Regions from separate parts of the Sus scrofa genome. Here region 2 is linked to region 1. Evidence: chromatin contacts called from public Hi-C data. All regions are on one chromosome and are shown on one strand. The core of a region is the stretch at or near the end of the contact, and the rest is flanking DNA. Distances in the headings are between cores, read along the strand shown. Region 1 overlaps LOC102162079 (a long non-coding RNA gene). Region 2 overlaps PDE4B (phosphodiesterase 4B).

Region 1 (7,128 bases), core at 2,728-5,227:
AGCTTCCTTGAATGCTGGAGTAAATTTCCTTCCCCCAAAGTCCTTAGGAACGCACTCACTCTTGGGAATGAGTAAGCTGTATACTGGAGAAGGGAGATAGATTTCCAGTCATCGATCCGTCATTTGTGAATATTTATTAAGAAGCTATGACAAGCTTCTACTGTGCTTGGGGCAGATCTACTTATAGAACAAAAAGTGGTTGTCATGGAAACTGCAGATAGCTACCATCCTCTCTGGACTCAGAACAAGGAGTGAAAAGCCCTCTGAGCAAGTTATTGTCTCTAGCCAAGAAGCCTAGGAGCTTCAAGGCTGTTCTAATACTAGACTTCTTGTTTTGTGCATGAATCTCCCATTTTAGTTCTGAAATGTACTGTGAAATCAGGGCTCTTCTGGTGAAGAGGAAGGTCATGACTCAAGCCGGTGACACACCCCTCAGGTCTGTGTTGCCTTTTTTAGCATGCAAATCCACCCTTGTCTTTGCATGTGCCTTAGCCTGGCTAACACTGCAAAGAGAGCAAAGGGCTGAGGACGGGGGTATATGGCAGATGAGCTGGACTAGGGCAAGTTCATCATTTAATACTAGTGATTTTACATGAGTGATTTAAACAGGCCCAGAATCCCAGAGATGAGTGGCAGAGACTAAGGATGAGCAGCTTGCCTTTCACTTAATGTACCTGCTCTCTCAAATTCCATCTGTACTACTTAATGATTCCTTAACATTATGCAACTGCCTCCAGCCCTCAGAGCCTCAGATGCCTCCTATGTTAAATGGGGAGATAAGTTATCAGATCACAGAGTTATCTGAAAAAGTAAATGAGAAACTGCACGTAAAAAGTTTTTTATATTTTTCTTTTAACTATTAGGAATTAATGGTACTTTCATGGAAAGAGGTCAGCACCCTGTTTAGGCCTTTGTTTGCATCTATTCTGCATTGCGTGCTCAGATTCTGGCCCAGTGCCTGGTTTACGGTAGGAGTTCAGTAAATGTTTGTTATTGAATCAATGAGAAAGAGTTGTAATTGCTTATCTTAAAATCTCTTTGATATTTGATTGCAAGAATTGGAAGGGAAGTCTCAAGGTCACCTGGTGTCTCAAGGTCATCTGTGCCTCTGCTTCTGGCCATGCAGAAGAGGTAGTTTGGTATAAAATGAAAGCTGTCCCAAGGACATGAATGTCCGTTGAGCTCACAGCTGATCAACAGGAGCTTTGGATAGACACTTACGTAGGACATAAAACAGAGGGGAACTGGCCTTCCTTTAGATGGAGTAGGCTGTTTTCTACATCAGTAGTTCCATCTTCTCTAAAATAATTCTACTATCTTTATCTTCCTGATGGTCCATGGGATGATGTCTCTAGAAGACTCCTATTGAAAATACAAATATGTTTTCAGAGAATGATGGTTTACAAAGTCAGTAAGAAGTTCTTGAACCAGCAGCGAATAGGGACCACTGAGCAGTAAACTTTTCAAGTGGGGAGGAGGGATTAATGGTAGAGGAGATTTAGGGTTATTTCTTCAGGACCATGAATAAGCTGGTGTACCTAGGTGGGTCCCAGATGAGCTGGGGTCAACTCAGGAACACTGAGGACTCAAGAAATGTGGGATGGGCATCTAAGGCAGATGTGGCAAACGCTGCCATTTTAACCAATTTTTAAGATAACTAAAATTTTCCAAACACAGTTACATAAATTTTCTCATCTCTCATGACAACTGTGTGAAGTCGTCAAAGAGGATCCTGATCATCACCCCACAGTTTCAAATGAGGAAAGAGGCCTAGATTGGTCAAGTAGCATGTTGAGCAGCATTCAGATGATCTATAGAAAAAGTGGTACTAGAGTTTATTTCTTTTGACTCCTAATTGGGTTTTCATTAAATTCTGATGCCTCTCTGACTTGGACAACCAACAAACAAAACAGTGATAATGAAATAAAGACCATACCAGCAGCCTTCTTTTATGCTGCTATTACCATGTAGAGGGCCTTGTGTGAAACAGTGGAGAAACATTTTGTCATTTATAAATGATCACCTGCATTTTCCAGATGTGGGAAAGGAGTCATGGAGGGGGTAGATAGGGTACCCACACTCCTGCTGCTGGTGAGAGGTGGGGTGCAAGACTCTGATCCCCATCAGTCTGCTGTCAAAGTCTGGGGGGTGCTCAGAACTCTTGCGCTAAAGCATCTCTAGGTTGAAAGGATCCTAAAGATAGTTTGGCAGAATCACTCATCCAGATCCTTCCCCAGTGTCTCCCTAAATGCTTCTCTATGTGTTTAGCTTAGAGAAATCCATCTGCCTATTTCCTGGGGCAGCCTGTTCCATTTTAGGACAGTTCTCATGGTTATAACACCAAAGGGAGAGTTTTTTTTTGTTGTTTTTTTTTTAATTCTCTCAGCAGCAGATACAAGAACATTTTCACAGGAAAACACTTTGATAGCCTCACTTGAGGCCAATCTAAGCCTCTTGAGGTTTGAGAGTTGGCTGGTGCTGCTTTAGAGAAAATGACCAGGAGTTGTGTAAGAGGCACTGATTTGTAGCTCTCAGAGGGCTGGGAGAATGAATATGGAAAAGGGGGGGAGGGAGGCAGGGTGAGGGAAATGGGAGCAAGCTGCGTGCTTCTTTGTGTATCTCCTCTTTACCACCCCCCCAAGCCTCCCCCCACCCCCAAAAAAAAACTTCTACCAAGTCTACAAAATCCTAAAACATTTGTTTGGATTTTTATGGACATCTTTGAAAGAGTTGGCCTAGGGATATTCCCAAAGGAATAGAAATGGTGCTTGTATACAGGCGAGCTGACCACAGAAGTAAAACGTGCAGAGAACAGGGCCCTTGGCTATGGGAGGAAGCTCTCCTAAGGGTAGGATGGGAGGCTATAGTAGCTTTAAGGAGATTTTATAGTCTACAGAGGCCTCAGCTGGTGTCTGTGTTACAGTTCTAAGACTTTCTCCAAATTATTGCACTCATGTTTTTTCTTTCTGCTGGATTGTTTCAAGTACAGAAGAGGAAAATTAGTCCATTAGACTCTTGACATGGAAGTGAGACAACGTTTTGACACTTTCTTAAATCTTCATTTTCAATAATATTGCCCCAGCCCATGATCTCCTATACATTAATCTATAAAATGAGGCTAAAAATATCTGCCCAGCAGGGCTCTTTGTGAGGCTTTAGTGAAATCATGTGGTGAGTATAGATAAAATTTGATGCCAGTTAGTCAGCTAAGCTCATTCATTTATTAAATGATTTGCTTTCACAGTGTGATCTGAATTGGCAAAGTTTTTTTAATTTTTTTTTTTTTTTTTAGTGTTTTGTGTTAGGTCCTTACCTGTGGCATATGGCAGTTCCTGGCCAGGGGGTTGAATCAAAGCTGCTGCTGCCAGCCTATGCTTATAGCCATAGCGGTGCAGGATCTGAGCCACATCTGCGACCTACACTGCAGCTTGCTGCAACACTGGATACTAAATACACTGAGCGAGGCCAAGGATCGAACTCACATCCTCATGGACATGGACATTATGGTTGAGTTCCTAACCCACTGAGCCACAATGGGGACTCCTCAGCAAAGTTTTTAAATGGTGGTATAACATGGCTTTTGGAGGGTAGGGTGAGAGTAACTGAAGCCTCAAATATGAAAAACTCAAGTGCCTAGATTGCCCTGTGTCAACCAATGTATTCAAAATCTCTTCCATGGTCTCTGGATTTGGAATCCTCAGATCTTTGCATGTCAGTTGCACACTTAATACGAAGAATGATCCAGCATAACGATGTCATCTTTTCCTGCCAGTTCTTTCTTCCAGCTAATAATGATCGCACCTCCGAGGGCTAATACTCCCTCCTACTAATTACTATCCAGGATTAGGGCTAATACTCCCTCCTACTAATTACTATCCAGGATTAGGGCTAATACTCCCTCCTACTAATTACTATCCAGGACTAGGCAGTAACTATGGATTGTATCTCCACTCCTTGCCTCTTCTGTCATCATCAGGGCTAGAAAGAGATCTTGTCTAACTGTGGCTGGAATCAGGTTGAGGACTGAGGAAAGGGCTGGGATCAGAAGTCAAAGCTTGGCTGGATGCCAGGTTTATGGGCTAAGATCATCTTGTTTTTGTCTCCCAGGGAATTCGTGAGAGGCAAGAACGCCACTTGTCTGATTAAAGAACAGGATTCATAACAGAGAGAAGAGGCGTGAGATGGGTATCATATATAACTTGGAGAATGGTATGGTGGTCACACACATACAATGCAAGCATCCATGGGCGAGCCGGAACTTGGAGACTGCATGTTTCTACCGTCTACGTGAGCCGCTGGGAGCCCAGCATGGGATAATTGACTGTCCTTGGAAAGTGACCAGCTCAGGTCCCCCTCAGTCCTCTGAAGATAAGACAGGGGAAGCGATGACAAGAGGGGAGAGGCTGAGAAATTGCATTCCCAGGACCATCAGGGGGGATCAGCAGCATGGCCCGGGAATGTTGTTTCTTGCAGGAAAGACATGGCATTATCTCAGAACCATCTGGTGGCAGCAGGAACGGGGAGGGGGAGGGAGGCGCTGAGCAGTGGTCACGTAGCCTTGTCTTACTGTTTGCAGACGCCCACGATCAAGCTATTTCCTGACAGAAGTGGGTCAGCTAATAGCCTGGGCTCAGGAAAAAGGGAGCTTCAAGGAATGAGAGAGATGGTTGCAGAGGCTGGAGGATTCCTGTAGCCGAAAAAGTTAGAGACCGATGCGAAGCTTTTTGTCACATGGACAAAATCCCTAGACTTGGGGACAGGGGACGGCGCCCTTGATCTTTCAGTGTAAGATCGTTTTGGATTCAGGCAAGCTAATTTGCTCAGAGCCTCAGTGTACAATGGCATTTGTGGACTCCTGGGTTTAATCTGGCCTGTATGTGACTCTTAGCCCCCGTTAGTGATTACAGAATTGTTGGGTTTGGGGCCACCTCTACAACGTCAAGCTATTTCACATAGAATGCAGGTTTCTGGCTCATCTAACAATGGAAAATCTGGCCACTCTGGGCCCATATTCTCACAGAGCAACATTTGCCTGGAGTTGAGTGGCCACTGCCCCCGGAAATAAGGGATTAACTCTCCACTCCCCAGTGTTCCCCACACGACCCCTTCCCTCAAAGCCCCCACAGGCATTTGTTTCATGACCCCTGCCCTAGAAGGCAGTATCAATGATGGCAGGGAGTGTGAGCATGTGTCCCCAGTGGACCTCTGTCCCCAGCACATGTCTGCAAGGACTGGGCACTGCGCAGGCATTGAATAAATATTTCTTTAATAACAGCCAGTGAGTGAAGACAGGGCTGTCAAAGCAAAGCAGGTTAAATCCAGGCTGTGTGCGTTTGGGTAAATAATTGAACTTTCTAAGCCTCTGTTTTCCTTATTTATGAATCAGGGAGCAGAGTACTGACCTCATGGCACACTCTGAGTGAAGGAATGCAAACCCCTTTGTGTGGCGCTGCCCAGAGAGAACACCCAATAAATATTTGTTGAATGGCTGAAACCATGTTCAGTCTACAGGGTTGTGAGCCTTGGTATCCTTGGTTGGATACAGTGGAAAAAATCATCGCATTAATTAAGCATGGGAATCGCAATGTGCCAGAAAGGGAACACAAATGGGCACCCAAAGAGTGGTTGTCACGGGGGTGAGATTGCTGGGCAGGGAAGGATAACTTGTGCTTTTGTGTCAGCATTGACCATCAGAGCAACAGCATGAAGTGCAGCACTAGGGCGGGAGTGGCTGGTTGAATTCCGGGGATAGAGCTGGGGGCTATGAGGACAGGCTTCGGAGGGGTGTAATGTGTGCCAGGCCCTTGGCCAGGCTACTAAATGCTTTTGAGACCTCTGTTTCCTCCATTAGAAAATGAAGATCATAATGCCCACTTTTGGGGGTTTGGTCTGATTAGTTAATATGAAAATCAACATCATGTGCTTAACATGTTGGTGAGCAGACAGAGATGCTTAGCAAATAATACAGGTATTGGTATGAGAGGGAAAGTACTGCTTAGAAGTTCACAGTCCTGAGTGCTGTTCTTTTTTTTTTTTTAATTGAAGTATAGTTAATTTACAACATTGAGTTAGTTTCCAGTGTACAGAAAAGTGATTCAGTTACACACACGTATAAATTTATATATTCTTTTTCATATTTTTCTATTACATATTTATTACAAATATGAACTACATTGAATGTAGTTCCCTGTGCTATGCGGTAAGATGTTATTTATCTATTTTATGTATGGTAGTGTGTATATTTGTATATTACAAATTCCTAATTTATCTCTCCCCCCTTCTTTTCCTTTGGTAACCATAAGGTTGTTTCCTATGTCTTTAGGTTTCTGTTTTATACATAAGTTCATTTATAGGATTTCTTAGTTCATATACGTGATACATATAAATGACATCATATGATATTTGTCTTTCTCTTTCTGACTTATTTCACTTAGTATTATAATTTTTAGGTCCATTCATGTTGCTGCAAATAACATTATTTCATTCTTTTTTATGGCTGCATGGTATTCCATCATGTGTATATATACCATATATAAATATACATAAATTTTAAAAAAAGATATACATATACCACATCTTATTCTTTTATTTAAAATTTTTTATAGCCACACCTGTAGCATATGGAAGTTCCCAGGCTAGGGGTCAAATCAGAGCTATAGCTGCTGGCCTATTCGACAGCTGCAGCAATGCTGGATCTGAGCCACACTGAACAAGGCCAGGAATCAAACCTGCATCTTCATGGATACTAGTCAGGTTCCTTTCCACTGAGCCACAGAGGGAAATTCTATACCACATCTTCTTCATCTGTTCATCTGTTGATGGACATTTAAGTTGCCTCCATGTTTTGGCTACTATAAATAGTACAGCTACAAACAATGGGACATGTATCTTCTCTAACTAGGTCTTTCATCTTTTCTAGATATATGCCCAGGAGTGGGATTGCAGAATGATATGGCAACTCTATTTTTAGTTTTTTAAGGAAATTCCATAGTGGCTGCACCAGTTACCTTCCCACCAAGAGTGTAGGAAGGTTCCCCTTTGTCCACCCCTCTCCAGCATTTATTTGTAGAATTTTTATTTTCTTGTCTTTTTTTAGGGCTGCACCTATGGCATATGGAGGTTCCCAGG
Region 2 (7,128 bases), core at 2,186-4,685, 140 kb after region 1:
TCTGATAAAGTGAGGACCTCTCAGCTTTATGCAAAAGAAAACTCTCACTTGACTAAGGTCCAGTTTATCAGAATGCTAACTGGACCTTCTTCCTTGCAGTCTGCTTTTAAGAGAAAGAACCACACTTGTATTGAGTCCTCTTATATTTGGTTGCAGCTCCTTTTGGCCTCAGCCCTCCTAAGCTTCCCATGGTACGCCCTGGAGAATCCTACCTTCAGTTCTAAATCTATTTCCCTATCCTCAGACTTTTTACGGTTTCGGGGGAAAGGATCTTTCCAAAACAGACTGCCTTCTACATTGCATTGCGAGGAAAAAGCAGTCATTTAGAACCTTTTAGAAAGATCTCAACAAGGCTTTCTGTTTTGTTTCCTTACTAATACCAGTAGGTCAGGGCTCTCTTTTGTCACACGATGACCACCTGCTTTGTGTAGGGTGCTGTGGAAGGGTATTATATGACACTAATGATACTGATACTAATATTGACACTTTCTAAGTGCCTGGAGCTATTCTAAGTGTTTGACAGATGTTTATATATTGAATCCTTCCAACCAACATGTGAAATATGTACAACATCCATTCCAATTTTGGAGAGGATGCAATTGTGACATGGTCCAAAGGTCACACAGTGGGGGAGCTAGGGTTTGGGGGAGACAACCTGGCTTCGGAGCCTTCACTGTTCATTCCTATGCACAGCCCTTCTCATTTAGTCTTTCCAGCAATCTTGTGAGATGGAATATTAAAATGCCCCATTTTCAAGATAAGAAAACTGAGTCTCAGAGAAGTAACTTATCTAAGGCTGGTCCATGATACCAATCGAATTCAATTCAGGAAACATTAAATGAGTACCTACTTTGTGCCAGGCTCTGTGCTAGGCACAAAGAACATAGTATAGTATGAGAAACTAGGCACATTTAGTTGTTTTCATTTTTTTTTTTCACTTCATTTAAAACTGTCCTTTCTGAAGTGATGGATAATAAAGAGTTCACTTTGAGCAAAGGAAAGTCACATGTAGTCAAGATTAGCCAGGGATGCTGGCTATGTGCACGTGCCTGAGAGCTGGAAGATAGTTACACCAGCCTGAAAGAAAGCCAAATATGGGCTTCAGCTCCCTTCCAGTGCTTTCTGATTCTGCAATGAGCATTCCCTCATTTGTCTTTGTTCATTTCATAAACCTTTATTGAGCACATGCTCTAGATCTTCTGCTATAAATTAGGGATACAAAAAAAAAAAAAAAAGAGGATTCGTACTTGACTCGGGACACTAAGATGAGAAGAGGATAAAATTAAAATGAAAAATACATTATGACTGGGTGGCTGTACTGCACAGCAGAAATTGACATAACAGTGTAAATAAATGACACTCTAATAAAAATAAAATTAAAATTAAATAAAATGAAAAATACAGCACATTATGAAAAAGCGCAAAAATTGAGATTTTGAGATAATAATTAAGATAATTGTTGAGAGTGGTTTGGGATGAGTTGAGGGGAGCACATCCAGAAGATGGCATCTATGCTGAGCTCTGAAAGATAAGAAACGTACTTTCCAGACAGGAATGGGGAAAGGAACTAGTACCTGCTAACCATATACTCTATATTAGGGTTTGAACTGAGACATATATTTAGTTCAATCCTGAATCCAGAATCCAAAAATCAGAGCGATTATAAAGAACTCCTTCACTGCGACAATGTAAGCAAATCCCTGTGCTGAATATGTGAATGACATTTTTAGGAAAGGGCAGCCTGGGCGAGGGAACAGAATGTACAAAGGCAGGGAGGCAAGAAGAGCCTGGTGTATTTGAGCGACCGTCTGTTAGGTGCAACTCAGCGATCTACTGTGCTTGGGGGTAGGGGTTAAAGGGAGAGATGAGGACAAAGAAGGATTTAGAAGCAAAATTCTGAGAGACTTTGCAAACCTGGTAAGAAGTAAGGATCTTATCTGGACGGTTAAAGATCACTCGCTCAGCAAACAATATAACCATAACTGGATTTTAGAAGAATAATTCCAGTCACAGAATGGAAGGTGGATTGAAGTGTGTGGGGGGAATGAGTACAATAACTAAGCTGAAGGACCCCCCACCAGGGTTAACGTAGAGAAGGATGGAGCACGACACTAAGGGAGGGAGGATGGGAAGAAAACCAGGGGGTAAGATTGGAGCAAAGACCCCAAGAGCCAGCTGTGGGAGGTGGAGCGATAAAAGATGGTGGAGAGATACACAGAGCCAGGAATGTGGGGAAAGGCGCAGTGGTGGAGTTGGGGGTGGATCTGGGCCTCCGGATGAACCCAAAGGGGTTACTAAAGGTGGCTGGATGTCTGGCATTTCTGTGCCTACTTACTGATAAGCGTGTATACACACTTACTGATAAGGAGCGCAGGGAGTGAAGGGACAGGGTTAGGAAAGGCGATGAGCGCTAAGACCAGCACGGTGGATTCTGATAACCGGATTCGGAGAGAGCGCTCTGCTCAAGATGGCTCCCCGACTTCGTGCCTGGGGGCAAAGTCAGAAGAGTCCAGGTGTGAGGGCAAGATTTGGCTCTGACTCCTGGGCCTGTCCAGGTAAATAGAGTTGTCAGGAATACCCAGGAAGAGACAGATGTTTCCTGAAGAGCCCTCTCTGACATGCCGGCGAGCTGCATGACCAGGCTTGAGGCTGGCAGCAGCTGGGCTTTGGGAGGACACAGGCACGTGGGCAGCCTCCTGCCTCCTGCGGGACTCTGCAGATGAGCCAACTGAGAGAAGTGAAGCTTTCTTCTCTGTCGCCTCCTCCACCCTTTGCTTTAGAGCCTGAGTGCCGAAGCACAGGGCAGGCTGCACAAAGGTTGATTCATAGATGAGGGGCTGCAGCTAGAAGTCACCTAGAAGCAGCAGAAAGGACAAATGTGCGTGTGCGTGTGTGTGTGTGTGTGCAGGACACTGTTTATTCAGGCCACGAGGAGACAATAGCTCATATGGGCAGACAATAGCGATTTGCCTAGATAATTTATGCCACCAAATAAACATCAGGATAGGCTGTGTAGAGCTAAAGATGAGACACATTTTTTAAGAGTGGGGTGTCTCCCTTCAGAGTCTCAATGACAGGAGATGCTTTTGCACACAAAACATTCAGGCAACAATATCTAGGCATCTGCTCCAGCCTACTGTAACCAAAGAGAAAGAAAGGCCGGAACTAAAATGCAAAAGAAAGAAAGAAACTGTGTTTGGAGATAGGTCTGCTACAGTATAAACTTTTGCCTTTCCCTGGCTCACTGCTATAGCAAAACCTGATGGTTGTCTTTGTAAAAAACGTGTCTGTATCTAGGTCCCTGGCAGTGATTTGCCTCTGGGAGGGCCAGCAATCTATTTAATGACTCCATTGACGTCAATAGCATAACTGAAATACTTACTAACATGCATGATTCCAACTTTCAGGGGGGGTGGGTGGATGGTGTTTCTCAGCAGTGCAAAAACACGAAGTGGAACCAAGGCGGAACGAACTCCAGTCTTTAGGCAGCAAGTGAGAGATGAGAGGCTGTGGGTCTCCTCAGTTCCATTTAATACAAAGAAACATTCACACTAAATTTAGAAATTAATTTGGAAGTAGTGAAGTAGCCATTAATGAGCAGAGTATTATTTTTGGTAACCTTTGCTCAAGGGTAACATTTTAACTCTTCACACTTCAGTTGACTTGCTCATGTTTTTTTTTTGCAACTTACCCTTATCTCATTTTAGGACACATGGAATACTTGCAAATCAATATAAACAGCTCGATGCTGGGGCTCTGAGGTAAGCTTATTCAGGAGGGCTAATTTGAACGAAAGTAATCCCTACAAAACAACCATTTGGGGAAATACTCTCAGAACTACTACAGCTTTTCCAGTGCATCTGCCCTGTTATTTTGTATGCAGACTGTCTAAACATTCGAGGTGAATAATTAAGGAAATTACCCCAATAATTCAGGCCACACAACATTCAGGAAAAGAAGAAAAAAACAATCTGATGTTTTTAGGCTTTTTTTTCTTTCCTTTCCGCTCTCTCTCTGTAATTCCCTCCAATTTCTCCTTTTGTGCGAGTGGCCGCAGCCTTTGGTAACAAGATTGACTTTATTAGTATTTGTTCATAAGTGTTGTAACCCTGCTTGACAGTTCTTGCTTAATGTAGAAACGGAGCAAATGTGCTGCTTGTGCTGGGCTTCATTTCCAGTCATCTGACTCAGATCACTCTCAGGCCATCACCGTGGCTCAGAGAGCCCTTTACTGCTGTACACACGGTCCCTCTCTCATCCTAGACTCTGGCTGCTCCAGCCAAGAATGAGAACCGAAGCAAGGTCATGACTTTCTGAATTTCTTAGGATCCCAGGTAACCCACGGAGCCTCTTGTCCACTCCTCAAATAAACGCTGCATCTGACACACCCACATGAACCTTTCCAGGAGGAATCGTGGTCAGCAACAAAGACACAGGAGGAACTCATACTGAGAAATAGGCTTCTGGATTAACCAGTAAAAAGCCATTTCCTCCCCAGAATGACCTGGGGGACACATATAGAAGAAATGGATCCCCATGAGCACTAAAAAATATCAAGTCTGTTTCTCACTTAGGTCAACCTATTTCAATCTTACTGGAAAGCTCTATATTATCTCATCCTATTTCTCTGTACTTTTCTCGAAATATACCTAGTTGACTGGTGTTGAAAACCACCATGAGCCGAGGCTATGGATACCCAGGCTTTGAACCTGCAGCAGTCGAGCCTGAGTCCTCAAGGCATTTCTCGAGTCATCTTTGTGACATGGCTTGCTGACATTTCTAAGGACCCATGGCCTTGGGGGTTGTTCTTCATAATATCTGATCTGTGACATGGGTGAGGATCCTGCTTAGGACATGGATCAATGTATTTGGGAAGAAGAAAATCAGGACAGACTATTCCACTTCACCCATTGTTTTGGCTGCTAGAATGTTCCATATATGATGCATATTATTAAAAATCAAGTTGCATTTGTGATCATCAGAAGTGCTGGCCATTAAAAAGAATATTCTCCTATTTTGCAAAGCAAAGGAACATTTTTTAAAGTCAGTGAACACTTGATAATTTATTTCCTTTCAGTAAATTCTTGCACGACATACTCATGATCAGTACTGAAATGCATGCAAAAGCCAGGAATAGGATGGGTGGGAAAAGTGGGACGATTACCCTACACACAACACACACACACACAAGCCGACACGTACTGATGTTCCTGAATCATCTTTTTTTTTTTTTTTCTGTTGAAAATAGTTTTAGGGCCTGAAATTCTAAGAATTATTTCAATTTTCCACTTTGAATGTGCACAGATGATGGAACCCAAGTCCCTGCCTTGTTTTGGAGTGTTCTTTGTTCAATTCTATTTTTTTCCCTTTCTGTTCCAGTTCTTACGCATCACGTAGATAAAGCCTGGAATTCATGCTTGTGAAAAGGCAAAATGTGATAAAAATTGAGATGCTCATTAAACTCCAGAGCATTAACATTTTCAACACCCCCAGGGGGATTTACTACTCTTTCTCCTTACCATGGGAGCATATGATTTCCACATTGCTGTATTTTCTAGGCTTTAAATTCCCAATTACTTTACTCTGGCTTTCCTATTTAAAGTACAAAATGCCAACTTTTTCGACTGAACTCTTTTTGTTCAAAATCTATATGACCATACCAATAGAGAGAATTATATAGTGCAGTTATAGAGTGTGTTTCAAACTTCTTTCAATTTCAATGCAATAGCTGATTTTACATTAAAAAAAAACCACAATTGAATATTTTCCATAACCATGCAGATAAAATATTGACTCATTATTAAAGTTTTATTTATGAGTATTTTCCTTAATGTAAAGTCCCCAAACTTTACGTAGTTCCCCTGGTCAATGTACTCTTCTTCCTACTATGTGAAAATAAGTATGCTAAAGCATTTTAAGTGATAAAGAGATGAATCAGGTAGACAGGCTCTGCCTTCATGGAGCTCCAATGGAGCACGTATAAGCCACAGATTGATCCTAGTATATCCTAGAATGGAATTCTTCCCATAGCACAAAAAAGGGAGCAATTATACTGATTTTAAAAAAAATTGGATGCCTTTGCAAAAAAGGGAAATTTGTGCTGTAGCATGAGAGCTGAAACGAATAAGCTTGTTTAAACAGTGAGGAAAAGGTACTGCCCATTGAGAGATTTGCTTTGATTTTCCCCTTGAATTATTTCAGTTAATGACCAATTTGTAGGAGCGAATGTATCAATTTAACCATGGTTTCTGACAATTAGCTTTTTTTTTTCTTACTCAATGAATTTATTACATTTGCAGTTGTACAATGGTCATCACAATCCAATTTTATAGGATTTCCATCCCACAACCCCAGCACATCCCCCACCCCGCAAATGACAATTAGCCTTTAAAACGGATTGCATTTCCTTCATTCAGATGCATTTTCAAAAAAGCTGTCTCTCTGAAACATGCCTTTTATAGAAGAATAGAGTTACCTAAGTCAGCCAGGCTTTCCCAACAAACTGGATTGTTGTTAAATCTTTTTAAATGATTGAGGTTTCTTGCATCTTTTATCTTAGATTTCAATGGAAATGCATGAGTTCAACGTCAATGCTAATAAATAAAAACCTGATCTTACTATCATGATAAACCATCTTTTAAAGCAGCACCCCACCTTTCCATTTTTTGGTGTGCTGCGAGCCACTTATTTTTCATTCCCCTTTAAAGTTTCTATTTAAACACACCTCTTTGTCATATGCTGATAAATATTAAAATAACAGGAAAAATCTGCCTGACTTATTTAAGCTGATAATAAGAACAAAACACAGGATGTGTGTGTCCTCCTTCCTTTTTTTGACTGTGGTTAAGCGTTCAGAAGGTTTTGAAACCTATAATTACGTAATAATTGGTATCGCTACATTCTCTTCCCAGTGAAAAGCCAGGATTTTTTGTAGTTTGCTACAACGACAGACAAAAACAAATTGCCTAAGTGGTATTGTCATTTCTTTGCTCCATTGTTTTAAAAGAATTTAGCAAAAGACTCTAGTTGCCAAGCTGTAGTTACTGTGCCAATAATCACAACATGATCTTTCCAACAGCATCGTTGGCTAATGAGCTAATTTATAGAACCATAAATATCACATATTCT

The links. Hi-C and Micro-C count contacts between places; a contact is called where the count stands out from the background.
Region 2: a Hi-C map of liver shows a contact between it and region 1, with 2.2 times the contacts expected there. The contact joins two enhancer-like sites. A contact is called at or near these places in 5 of 47 Hi-C or Micro-C datasets (alveolar macrophages, fetal liver, liver and 1 more) and 2 of 2 datasets of contacts at active chromatin or transcription factors (alveolar macrophages and skeletal muscle).

The regions. Positions count from the first base shown.
Region 1 is chr6:146,127,179-146,134,306 of Sscrofa11.1, forward strand. LOC102162079 (a long non-coding RNA gene) reads left to right here. Exons shown (of 8, transcript XR_298679.3): 8 at 4,108-6,100. Among named protein-coding and RNA genes, the nearest start is that of SGIP1, 79 kb to the left of the region's middle. Within about 2 kb of position 3,978, at least 12 of the 83 cell types and tissues checked have an H3K27ac peak or open chromatin away from gene starts, as enhancers often do. A contact at or near this core is called in fetal liver and liver, where this site is marked.
Region 2 is chr6:146,270,631-146,277,758 of Sscrofa11.1, forward strand. The region is part of intron 8 of PDE4B (phosphodiesterase 4B); the gene reads right to left. All of the region lies in intron 1 of LOC102162258 (a long non-coding RNA gene), which reads left to right. Among named protein-coding and RNA genes, the nearest start is that of SGIP1, 220 kb to the left of the region's middle. Within about 2 kb of position 3,436, at least 42 of the 83 cell types and tissues checked have an H3K27ac peak or open chromatin away from gene starts, as enhancers often do. A contact at or near this core is called in fetal liver and liver, where this site is marked.